Regions from separate parts of the Rattus norvegicus genome. Here region 1 is linked to region 2. The links are chromatin contacts, called in public Hi-C maps. All regions are on one chromosome and are shown on one strand. Each heading gives the region's core, a stretch centred on a gene start, on an enhancer-like site or on the middle of the called end of the contact. The rest is flanking DNA. Distances are from core to core; before and after follow the strand shown.

Region 1 (5,250 bases), core at 2,180-4,679, 97 kb before region 2:
AAGAGCCCAAAAGTGAGCTGGTGATAAAGACATGCTGAGGTCTAAGGTAAGATGTTAATAAAAGCCCAGGGCTAGTCTCAAGTCAATACTATGACTAAACAAGGTTTCATTACCAATTTAGTATATAGACTGAATGCAGATGATTAGAAGCTTATCTAATAGGTTTCATTATGGCTTTAATGAAGCAATGGTGAGAGAAAACGCCAAAGTGTAGCTATGTTAGGCCCTTCTCCAAAACAAATGAGTGTCAGAAGGGAGCAAAGGCACCACTTATTCCAGGCACAACATATCAAATGCTCCTCTCAGTGCCCCAAGAATGGCAACAAGAGGACATTAGCCTGGAAGGTAGAGTGATGAGCCACTAATAAAAACAAGTAACTCATTCTCTTATTCTTAGTGCTGTGAGCCGATGACCCCTGAAAGCTGTTTCCTTCCTCTCCAAGGAAAGGAAGACACATGGGTATCACACTAGCAATATCATTCTTCCCTACACCACCATGTCAGTGATATGCATGGGGTGTTTATACTGACCACCTGCCATAGATGACCAGAACAAGAGGAGAAAGTGCCGCTGAGAGGACTGTCTTTCTAGTCCAACTGTCAACTACAAGGTTCTGCTCTTTAAGAAAGGAGAGGGTTAGGTTGTGATTTTGGTTTTCAGTAGGATAGTAAAGAATGTACCCTGTGAAAGTACAAGTCCTAATCATTATGTATCTGCTAAACAGCAAGAAAACAAACACACTGTGGTTTTTACACATTTTAGGAACTAAATATGTGAATTAGCTTTCTTTGACCTCTGCCAATAAATATAATCGTGTTACTCAACAGTAACATCCTCTCTGTTTGTCATTTACTCTAGACACTTTCAAATCTCAAACAGCTAAAATACTGTGCAATGTCTGAAGTTTTTAAATACTAAACCTAAACCCAATGTGTATGTGTATTCAAACGATGAATATACTCATGTGACTGACACAGAGTTAGAATAGCAACTAACTTATTAAAGCTACGAATTTTGTGCTTTGGGCCAATATTCTGTTGTTTTTTCCATACCATTTCTGTAAGTAGTCGAGTGCCTCCAAACGAGCACCAATCTCAAAAGTGATTCCAGGACGGTTTGGGGGCTTTTTACTCATCTTGAGATCCTATTCTTCAGTGCTTTCTTTCCACTACCTCAAGAGGAAAAAAGAAAGTTAGATTCTAATGCATGAGATGATGCACATGGAATATGGTTTAAAGGAATAGACAGAATTTAACTAATTTCAAAATAATTCATGGGCTATTACAATATTTGCCAGACTTTTAATTGAACAATCACCAATACTTGTAGGTAGGATGCAACTTGAATGCAATCTTGTAGGACATTTATAAAAAGAATACAGAAAAGAAAATCAGCTAAAAAGAATAGTCAAGCTATTGAGACTATTAGCTAAAATGCCTCAAACCTTAACTTAAAAGAAAAAAAGGGCTCAGGAAAGTTCCACCCAAAGAAGGTTGAAAATGCTGTAGTTTTAAAAATTAAGACAATTCTGTTTACTGAAATCCTTGAAGGGAACAGCTTAATCGTCTTCCACTTAATTTCCAGAAATCATTTAGTATGTCAAAATGTACGACCCTATGAAAATCGCCAAAAGCATGGAGAAAGCAGTAAACAAGCACTGTGTCAGGGTGGACTCTAACCAATCCTCCTGGAAGATCAGGAGAGTTAGTTAGTACATACTATCTCAGCACCACACCACAGGGTAATCTGAACATAAAGAGTTGGCAAAGGATTTTTCTTTATCAGTCCTGCCAGACTCTGAATACGGTTTCTATCATTAACTCAACATACTACCCACAATGAAAATTTAAAAAAAGTTTCTCATTAAAAAGACAAAACAAAAACAAAAAACAGCAGAGGAGTCTGTAGCCCATTCACATGTGAAGTATTTACTGTTCTTTTAAACATACTGGCTGCCTAGCACACGTGAGGCCTTTTTTGCTACTGAGTATTTGAAGTAAATGCATACCTTCTCAAAGTATCAATAGTGGAAAGAAAATAATAATTGGTAAGCACAGTCTCAGCAAAATAAAACCGGTTGGTAATCAAGAAGCTAAAGCTGCTCTTTTTGGAGGGAGATGCTTAAAACGTGTTTTTCGTTACTGTTCACTAGGCTCTCTACCTTAAAAAAAAAAAAAATAAACCCCACACAAATGAAAAATCTTATGTTTTAGCCACTGTTTAAAATAGGTAAAACATAACAGCAAACAGAATTGCTGTCTCCCCCCCCCCCATTTTTTTTTTAGAATCTGAAAAGGGAAGAAAAAAATAGCATCAATGCTTGTTAGAAAAATATGGGGGATCAAGTTTACAAGGTCATGGCTAAGGGGCTATAGAATATCCTGGCATGGCATCAGTGAGGTTAAGATTCATAGCCAGGACACACTAGGTGTAATGGGGACAAACATAAATATTTTAAATAGAAATCTTGTAAGTTTGCAACATACAAGGCTGTTGCTTCAATGTACAGAAATAGAATCTGAAGAGGCAGTTTGCCAGTTATGCTAACATTTCCTAAGATCAAACTTCCAGCCTGTAAATCTAATCCCCCAGTGACTCTCAGGAATGAGGCACCTCAAAAGGCATGGATGATTTCCATTTTCTTGTTAGGAGATGGGAGACTGTGGGAAGTTGCTGAATTAAAAACTTTTACAAAAGACAATTTGCTGGACAGACCCTTAAAGTGAAACTGTGTAACAGGGTAGAAGGAAACAAAAAGGAATGAAGAGAGAAGGGAAAGCGGTAAAAAGAACTGCGATGTAAGGATGGTGGAAGTGAGCAGAGATGACAGTGAGAGGAAAGAGACAGACACACAGAGCTAGTAGGTGGTGAGGGAAACACCGCGAAGCTAAGCAGAGATGTGGGACCAGGCGGGCCCGCAGGGGTGTCAAGGGGAGCCAGGAAAGGCCGCGGCGCGGCTGGCCCTGAGCCCGGGAGCTGCAGGTTGACAGCCGCTGGCCCGGCAGGGGAAGGAAGGCGGGGGAGCGCGGCGGCGCGCAGACAATAGGGTCAGCGGATGGCAGGGAGCGGGACGCCGGACGAGAGCAACGCGGGGGCGAAGGCGGCCCGGGGACCCCGCAGCCTCCTGGCCCCTCCGCCGCCTCTTACCGACTCGGCCTCGTCTCCGCACAGCAGCCGGGCCGTCCGGGGCCGAGCCGGGTCGCGTCAGGGCGGCCAGCGCGGGCCTCGTCCGACTCTGCCCGGGCAGCGGTAGGGGAGGAAGCGGGCGCTGAGCAAGCCGGGCCCGCGGCGCCGCGTCGGCCCGAGGACGCGCTAGAGGAAGCGGGGTCCGAGCCCTCAAGCCCACTCCGGGGTCGCTACCATCGCAGCCGCCTTCGCCTTCGCCGCCTTCGCCGCCGACACCGCCGCCGGCCAGCCCTGACGCGACGCCGGCCGGGGACGTCAGCCGCCCGCGACGCGCCGGAAGCGGGCTGGGTTGCATCACGTGGTTCACGAGGGCCGGGCTGGCGCAGTGCAGCGGATTGGAGGACTACTATGGGGGTGTGGCTTCAGCCCGGGCTGGCTCCTTGCCCATAGAAGGGACCTGCGCAGTAGATTCTCCTTGGTGGGTTAAAAGGATGATATTTTGTGATTGTTGTTGCTTTCTAACAAATCCCACTATTTGACACATTGGCCAAACTTATCAATGCACCACACACTTTTCCATTTTCTTGTGAGGAGATGGGAGACTGTGGGAGGCAGCTGAATTAAAAACTTTTACAAAAGACAATCTACTGGACAGACCCTTAAAGTGAAACTGTGTAACAGGGTCTTTTCTAACCCGCACTAAGGATAGACGCAAAGTCAGAATTGTCTCTCTTGTTTTTGGTTTGGTTTGGTTTTTTCCTTCCCTTTTCCTTTCTTTTTTAAATGGATAATCTCTTTTCAATGAATACTTTCTCACCGACACTCTGCTATAAATATATCACATGACAGTCACAACTGCACACTTATTGTCCAATTTCAGAAAACTTTATAAACCACATAAAAGATTCTTAAGAATCTTTTAAAATTCTTAAGCCGTTTAGGGCAGTAATAGAACAAGTCTTCACAGTTAATGGTGTAGGACTACCTCTATTGAACACCTATCATGAACCAAAGTCTATATTAAGCAGAAGAATCTCTGTCCCAGCTTTGAGAAGATTTACAAGTGCTCATTCAAAGCAATACTGAGAGAAACATCTTTTTTTTTTCTTTCTACTCCATCACTCTGCCTCCCACGTTTTAAAAGTGCATCACTGCATACAAATGACACTTATATTTATCTTGCTTCATCATGAACAGTGAAAATAGCAACGTTTTCTCTAAATTTCAAGAGATTTGGTAAATTGAGAAAATGTTCATAATCGTCCTTTTATTCAAAAGACACTTACTCAAATGTATGTGCAGAATTACACTGAGCTTAGTGTAACGCTACAAACAATATAGATAAGACAACTCCTAGATGACATTTGTCTTCATGTTCTTCTTTTCAATATCTGAGAAATTTCAGCTGTGGTTGCCATTAGTCCAATACAATTAAGATTTCTAGAATCTTCTGTCACAAGCAGAATTATACTTTCCATTTATCTTAATATTATGTGTGGTTATTTAATTTGACATAAAATTAAAACAGGTAAGATTTATCACAAAAAAAAAATGTCAATGTGAGATGCCCAGCTCAACAAATTTTCTGTCCTCAGTGCTGCGCTTGGCAATGTTTGCAATAATTACTGTTTTAGCAGTACATGTCTTTGATACATTAGAATGAGTGCAGGAATTACATATCACCTAAACCACACATGCAATTAAAAACATTTAATTTAAACAGTAAAATGTACAATGTTGACAAATGAAAGATATATATTTATAAATCAGGATCATTTGTTTCAGAATCTGACCTAAATGTAAGGACTCTTAGAGGAAGCGTCAACCCTTCATCAAATGGGATGGAAAATATTAGAATCTAATGAATTTAGTCTCCTTTGTGGCTAATGGTCCCACTTTAAATGCTATTAAAACCATACTGCTTTAAAGATTTGTATTCAAAGATTATAGCAATGTTCAAAATAAGGGGGAAAAGTTTACAAATCACATCAGCGATAATACCACTACATCAGGTTAGTGACTTTCAACCTACATCTAAGTCTTCCTGAAGCATAGCCGAAAGCCCACTGATATATAAGGCAGTACACATACACACACACACACACACACACACACACACACAC
Region 2 (4,781 bases), core at 850-3,349:
GTAAAGGCATGGACTTTTGAGGTCTCAAAGTCTATTTCCAATGATACTGCTCCTCCAACAAGGCTACACCTCCTCCAACAAGGCCACACCTCCTCCAACAAGGCCACACCTCCTCCAACAAGGCCACACCTCTTTATCTTTCCACTCTACCCAAATAATTCCACCAACTGGGAACCAACCATTCAAACATATGAGCCATTGGGGACCCATTCTTATTCAATCCATTACACTGATAAAGCTTTTAGCAGAATGTAACACACACTATTAAGTAGATAGATTTGCTAATACTTTCCTCAGCATAAATCTCAGTTATAGGGCAAGCTGAGCAGCCACAGGCTTCCGCTGTCCAAGCAGGTTCATGTTTTATGGCAGGAAAGAGCTGGCAAGGACATCTAGAAGAAAGGAAGGAAAGAAGGAAGGAAGGAAAAGGAAGGAAGGGAAGAGAGACTGTACATGCCAGGTTTCTTCTCCCAATTTACCCATTGGATAAATTGATCTTTTCCTGTACCCTGCATTCCTCTTTGTCCTAACAATGAGTTAAGAGGCAGATAATGGGTGAACTGCAGTCATTGAGTGGGATCCTACCATAAGGGGACAAATGGAGAGTCGCTTCTTAAAGCAACTCTACCTTCATGGTTAAAGCACGCAGAGGTTCTGGCACCAGGTAGACTTGTCTGTGAACCCCTCCTCTGTCCCATATTTGTGATCTGTGTAAAAATAAGCAGGTCAGTTAAGCTGACCAAGACCGAATTGGCTTCTTCATAAAACAGTGCTAACAGGTGCAGGATGGCATAGGATGGTGGGAGGATTATTGTGTTTACAGTGAGATAGTGTTTAGCGATGAAAGCTGCCAAGCTACTTATGCTATTACTTAGCCCAGGTTGCCTGCTTAGCCAACTGAAGCCAGAGGCAGAGGAGAAATGAATAGCATTGGGAATAGATGGAATGAATTGAGATAGAAAGAGTCCAGGAATTAAATTCGTGTTGAGGTAATAGCTAACTTTTCAGGGATGTTCAGAGGTTCTCAACAGGAGGCACTTAGTCATGGCTGGAGACATTTTGGTTAAGATAGATATGTGTGTGTATGCACACACACATGCGTGCATGCGTGCATGCCTCTGTGTGTGTGTGTGTGTGTGTGTGTGCATGTGTGCATGTGTGTGTGTTGGAGGTGTATGCTACCAATCCTACCCCAGCAGAAGCCAGGGATACTACTGCAGGACAAGAATTATCCAGCCCAAAATGCTAACATTACTGAGGCCGAGAAAACCTGATAGCATGGGTGCCTCTAATTTTGTGGAAAATTGAAATTTTGCTAGATTATAAAAAGCCCAGATTTGCATCACTTTGGGAAGATTTAGTAAAACTATATATTTCTTCAGATAAATATACTTGGTGTCTTTTGCCTTACCAGGAACTGGAAACTCTGGCACACTGTTCAATTAAAAAGGCGGTTAGATAAAACCAGCAGCTTTTATTCATGGGCACTTTGCAGAACGGTGCTAATTGTACAGATCTCAAAAGAGTTCCCGAAATTTTAATCTCCACAGCTGGGTCCATCACAATTACTAATTAGCAGCATAGTATTTCAGGCCTTTTCAGGGCTGTGAGAAAGCTTAAATTTTTGCTTCCGAAATATTCTTAAATTAAACACTCTTTTAAATTCTAATAATGGGATTTTTTCAATGCTGCTCCACCCCTGGGCATTTAGACAAGTGTTTAGCAAGTGAAAGTACTTCTCTAGGATCCACACATGCTGTCCTACCATTGAGGTGGAAGTTTGCAAAGCAACTGCCTTTCCTAGAGCTCCCTGGCTCACCCAGTAGGACAGATGGGCTGTGGGAGGAAGGCTCTGCTCAGCTATGAAGCAAGTGTGAGCTAAGGACCATCTGGGGTCCCACCAGAGTGCAGAGCCTGGGGGTGGGGTAGCCATCAGTGATCTGCTCTCTCAACACATCCCCGGTGAGCATTGTAAAGATGGAAGGCAGCCGCTGGTTCTCAAGCCTCTTTCACCTGAATAGAGATTTGATCAACCAGAAGTCTGTGGGTCTGGTCCTGGCATTTGGGGACTCTGGCTGTCACAGTGGTTTGGGCTTGAGCTCTCACACTTCTTACAGGCTGCTAAGGAGGTCACTTATGGAATCTTTGCCCATCTTCTGGCCAGTTTGCTCCCTGCCTCTTGGGGGTTGAACTGAGGAAATTCCTCTTGTACAACTCTTGTATTGATTTCCACTGTGTGGCTCCAGCATTTGAGGGCTATGGAAATAACAAAAGAGGGATGAAGAGTTCTTTGCAAGTCACGCATCCCACTGTGGGATGACTATTTTCGTTCTGGATGTAGATGAGACACTCTGCCTTTCCTGATCACTGGCACACAGAAACCTCCAAGTATGTTGATGGCTGAGTGCTCAGCTGTCCTTAGAGACCCTTTTGTAATCATTAGTACCACTTGAGTAATTTAATCACTAAGAAAGCTTAATTCATTCTTAGATTCTCATTTTAAAAACTCTCATTTTAAAATTATATATATATACATATATATATGTTTAGATGAGTAGTGCTTAGTGCAATGATAGTAAGTCATGTCTACTATTCATAATATGTCAGAGAACCTAGGAGAGCAGCATTGCTTAGGTGAGACAGGGATGCCATCCTTCTTTTTTGTCTCAAATAATTCTCCTTTTAGGAGAAGGTGTAATGATTTACTGGAATCAAATCCTTTTGGCTCTATCATTTACTATCAGAAATATGCATTAATTTACTATATATTAGCATATGAATGTACACACACACACACACACACACACACACACACACACAGCCTGTGAGATGGCTCAGTGGGTAAGATGTTTGCCTCCAAGCTGATGATCTAGGTTCAACTTCCAGGATATATGTAGTGGAAGGAGAGATATGACTCCCACAAGTTGTCTTCTGATGCCCACATATATCCTGTGACACATTCTACCATACCCACACATTTGCACACAATACATAAATGTAATTAAATGGCTTTTAAAATGTAATGTAGGTAAAATACTTAGAATATGATATGGCAAATACAAAATAGCTGTGTCTTACAATCAACTATTTTAGAAACACTTCATTCAACAGTGATTCTTTGACTAGCTCATACTTGTTTTGTCTGAATGACCTTTAAGATTTTTTTTAAAACATAATCTAATGGCAGGTTAATTTTAGCTGTAAGTAAAGGAAAACCAATTTCTCATGGCTTGCCAGTAAGGAAACCTATTATCTGTCCAACTATAGTTTGTGATAAAGTGAACTCCAGAGGCAGTGGGTCCCTTTTCTCTGTTCCACCACCACAGAGTAAACGTTATTTCCAGCTGGTTCCTTTGTGATCAAGCAGGATGACTAAAGGGGTAACTGTTCTATCCTTGTTACAATCTTGTAGTAAAAAGAGATACACTGTCCCAAGGCACAGAGCATGGAGTTTTTGCCTAGCTGACTTTGAATACTTGTGGTGTGTGTCCCTTTCTTTTGCACATGGCTGCCAGAAAATGCTACAGGCAAATCCTAAGTTCTGCTGCCTTCAAAACTGAGCAGAAGTTACTGAGTACTGTACACTAGCCGGCTTGCCCAAACATAGCCCGGTGGTGTTGGAGATGGATAGGAACGTGTGCAAACATTGGTACTCCTAAGAAGAAGGGAGGAAGAGAGGCTAGCTCTGCAGGCAACCTAGTGTGTGCTGTATAGGTGCGCTGTCTAGTTTTATGTCAACTTGACACAAGCTTGAGACATTTGAGAAGAGGGGACCTCCATTGAGAAAATTTCCCCACCAAACTGGCCTGTGGGCAACAATGTGGTGCATTTTCTTGATTGATGATTGATGTGGGAGAACTTAGATCAATGTGTGTGGTGCCTCCCCTGGGCTGGGAGTCCTGGATGACATAAGATAGCAAGCTAAGTAAGCCATGTGGACAGCGCCTTAAGCAGCACTCCTATGCTTCCTAAGCACCCACTTGCAATTTCATGCCTCGCGAGTTTCTTCTGCCCTGATTTTCTTTAGTGCTGGATGTTATCAGGTAGTTAAGAAGAAGCAAACCCTTTCCTCCCCAAGTTGCTTTCCATCAAGGTGATTTATCACAGCAGTAGAAAACACAACTAAGACAGTAAAGTTCTGAAAAGCCACTAGCCACACACAATCCTTTGCTTATCTGTATCGCTTTCATGACAAGTTATAAAATAATATTCTCTCTTAAAGGTCCATTAATTGTATTATTTGTATTTCAGAAAATGTTAGCAAACTGAAGAAACTTGAATACTTGAACTTAGCATTGAACAACATTGAAAGAATTGAAAACTTGGAAGGTAAGAATTTTCCTGTTTCTCATGGAGGCAATAAAAACTTGAAAGTAGCTTTAAGAAGTAGTGTAGATACGATAGTATACTTTTAAATTATATTTTATATAAATCTTGGTATTCTTAGTTCTTATAAAACTTCAAACAGTAAAGTGATATGTAAATTCAAAGCCTGAAATATGTTTCACCCCTTCCAACTTTCTGGTTGGTCTCCTTACCAGAGGTAGCTACAGTTGACATCTTGAATATGTTCCATGTTTTCTTTTGTTTTGCTTCCTACCACTCAGATTATATTGTACATATCATCCTTAACATTTTTCGACGTGTGTGTGTGTGTGTCTGTGTGTGTGTGTGTGTGTGTGTGTGAGAGAGAGAGAGAGAGAGAAAGAGAGAGAGAGAGAGAGAGAGAGAGAGAGAGAGAGAGGGGCAGACAGACAGACAGACAGACAGTGGTGTCTGGA

What was found. A called contact is a pair of places that touch in the nucleus more often than the background predicts.
Region 1: a Hi-C map of frontal cortex shows a contact between it and region 2, with 4 times the contacts expected there. The contact joins the promoter of Phf20l1 here to the enhancer-like site in region 2. A contact is called at or near these places in 4 of 12 Hi-C or Micro-C datasets (the A7r5 cell line, Schwann cells, frontal cortex and 1 more).

What each region holds. Positions count from the first base shown.
Region 1 is chr7:100,217,818-100,223,067 of GRCr8, reverse strand. Phf20l1 (PHD finger protein 20-like 1) reads right to left here and starts at 3,429. Exons shown (of 21, transcript NM_001271439.1): 1 at 3,149-3,429; 2 at 1,054-1,173. The coding sequence starts at 1,136.
Region 2 is chr7:100,119,674-100,124,454 of GRCr8, reverse strand. Dnaaf11 (dynein axonemal assembly factor 11) reads left to right here. Exons shown (of 12, transcript NM_001025659.2): 3 at 4,252-4,329. Among named protein-coding and RNA genes, the nearest start is that of Dnaaf11, 13 kb to the left of the region's middle. Within about 2 kb of position 2,099, at least 4 of the 93 cell types and tissues checked have an H3K27ac peak or open chromatin away from gene starts, as enhancers often do.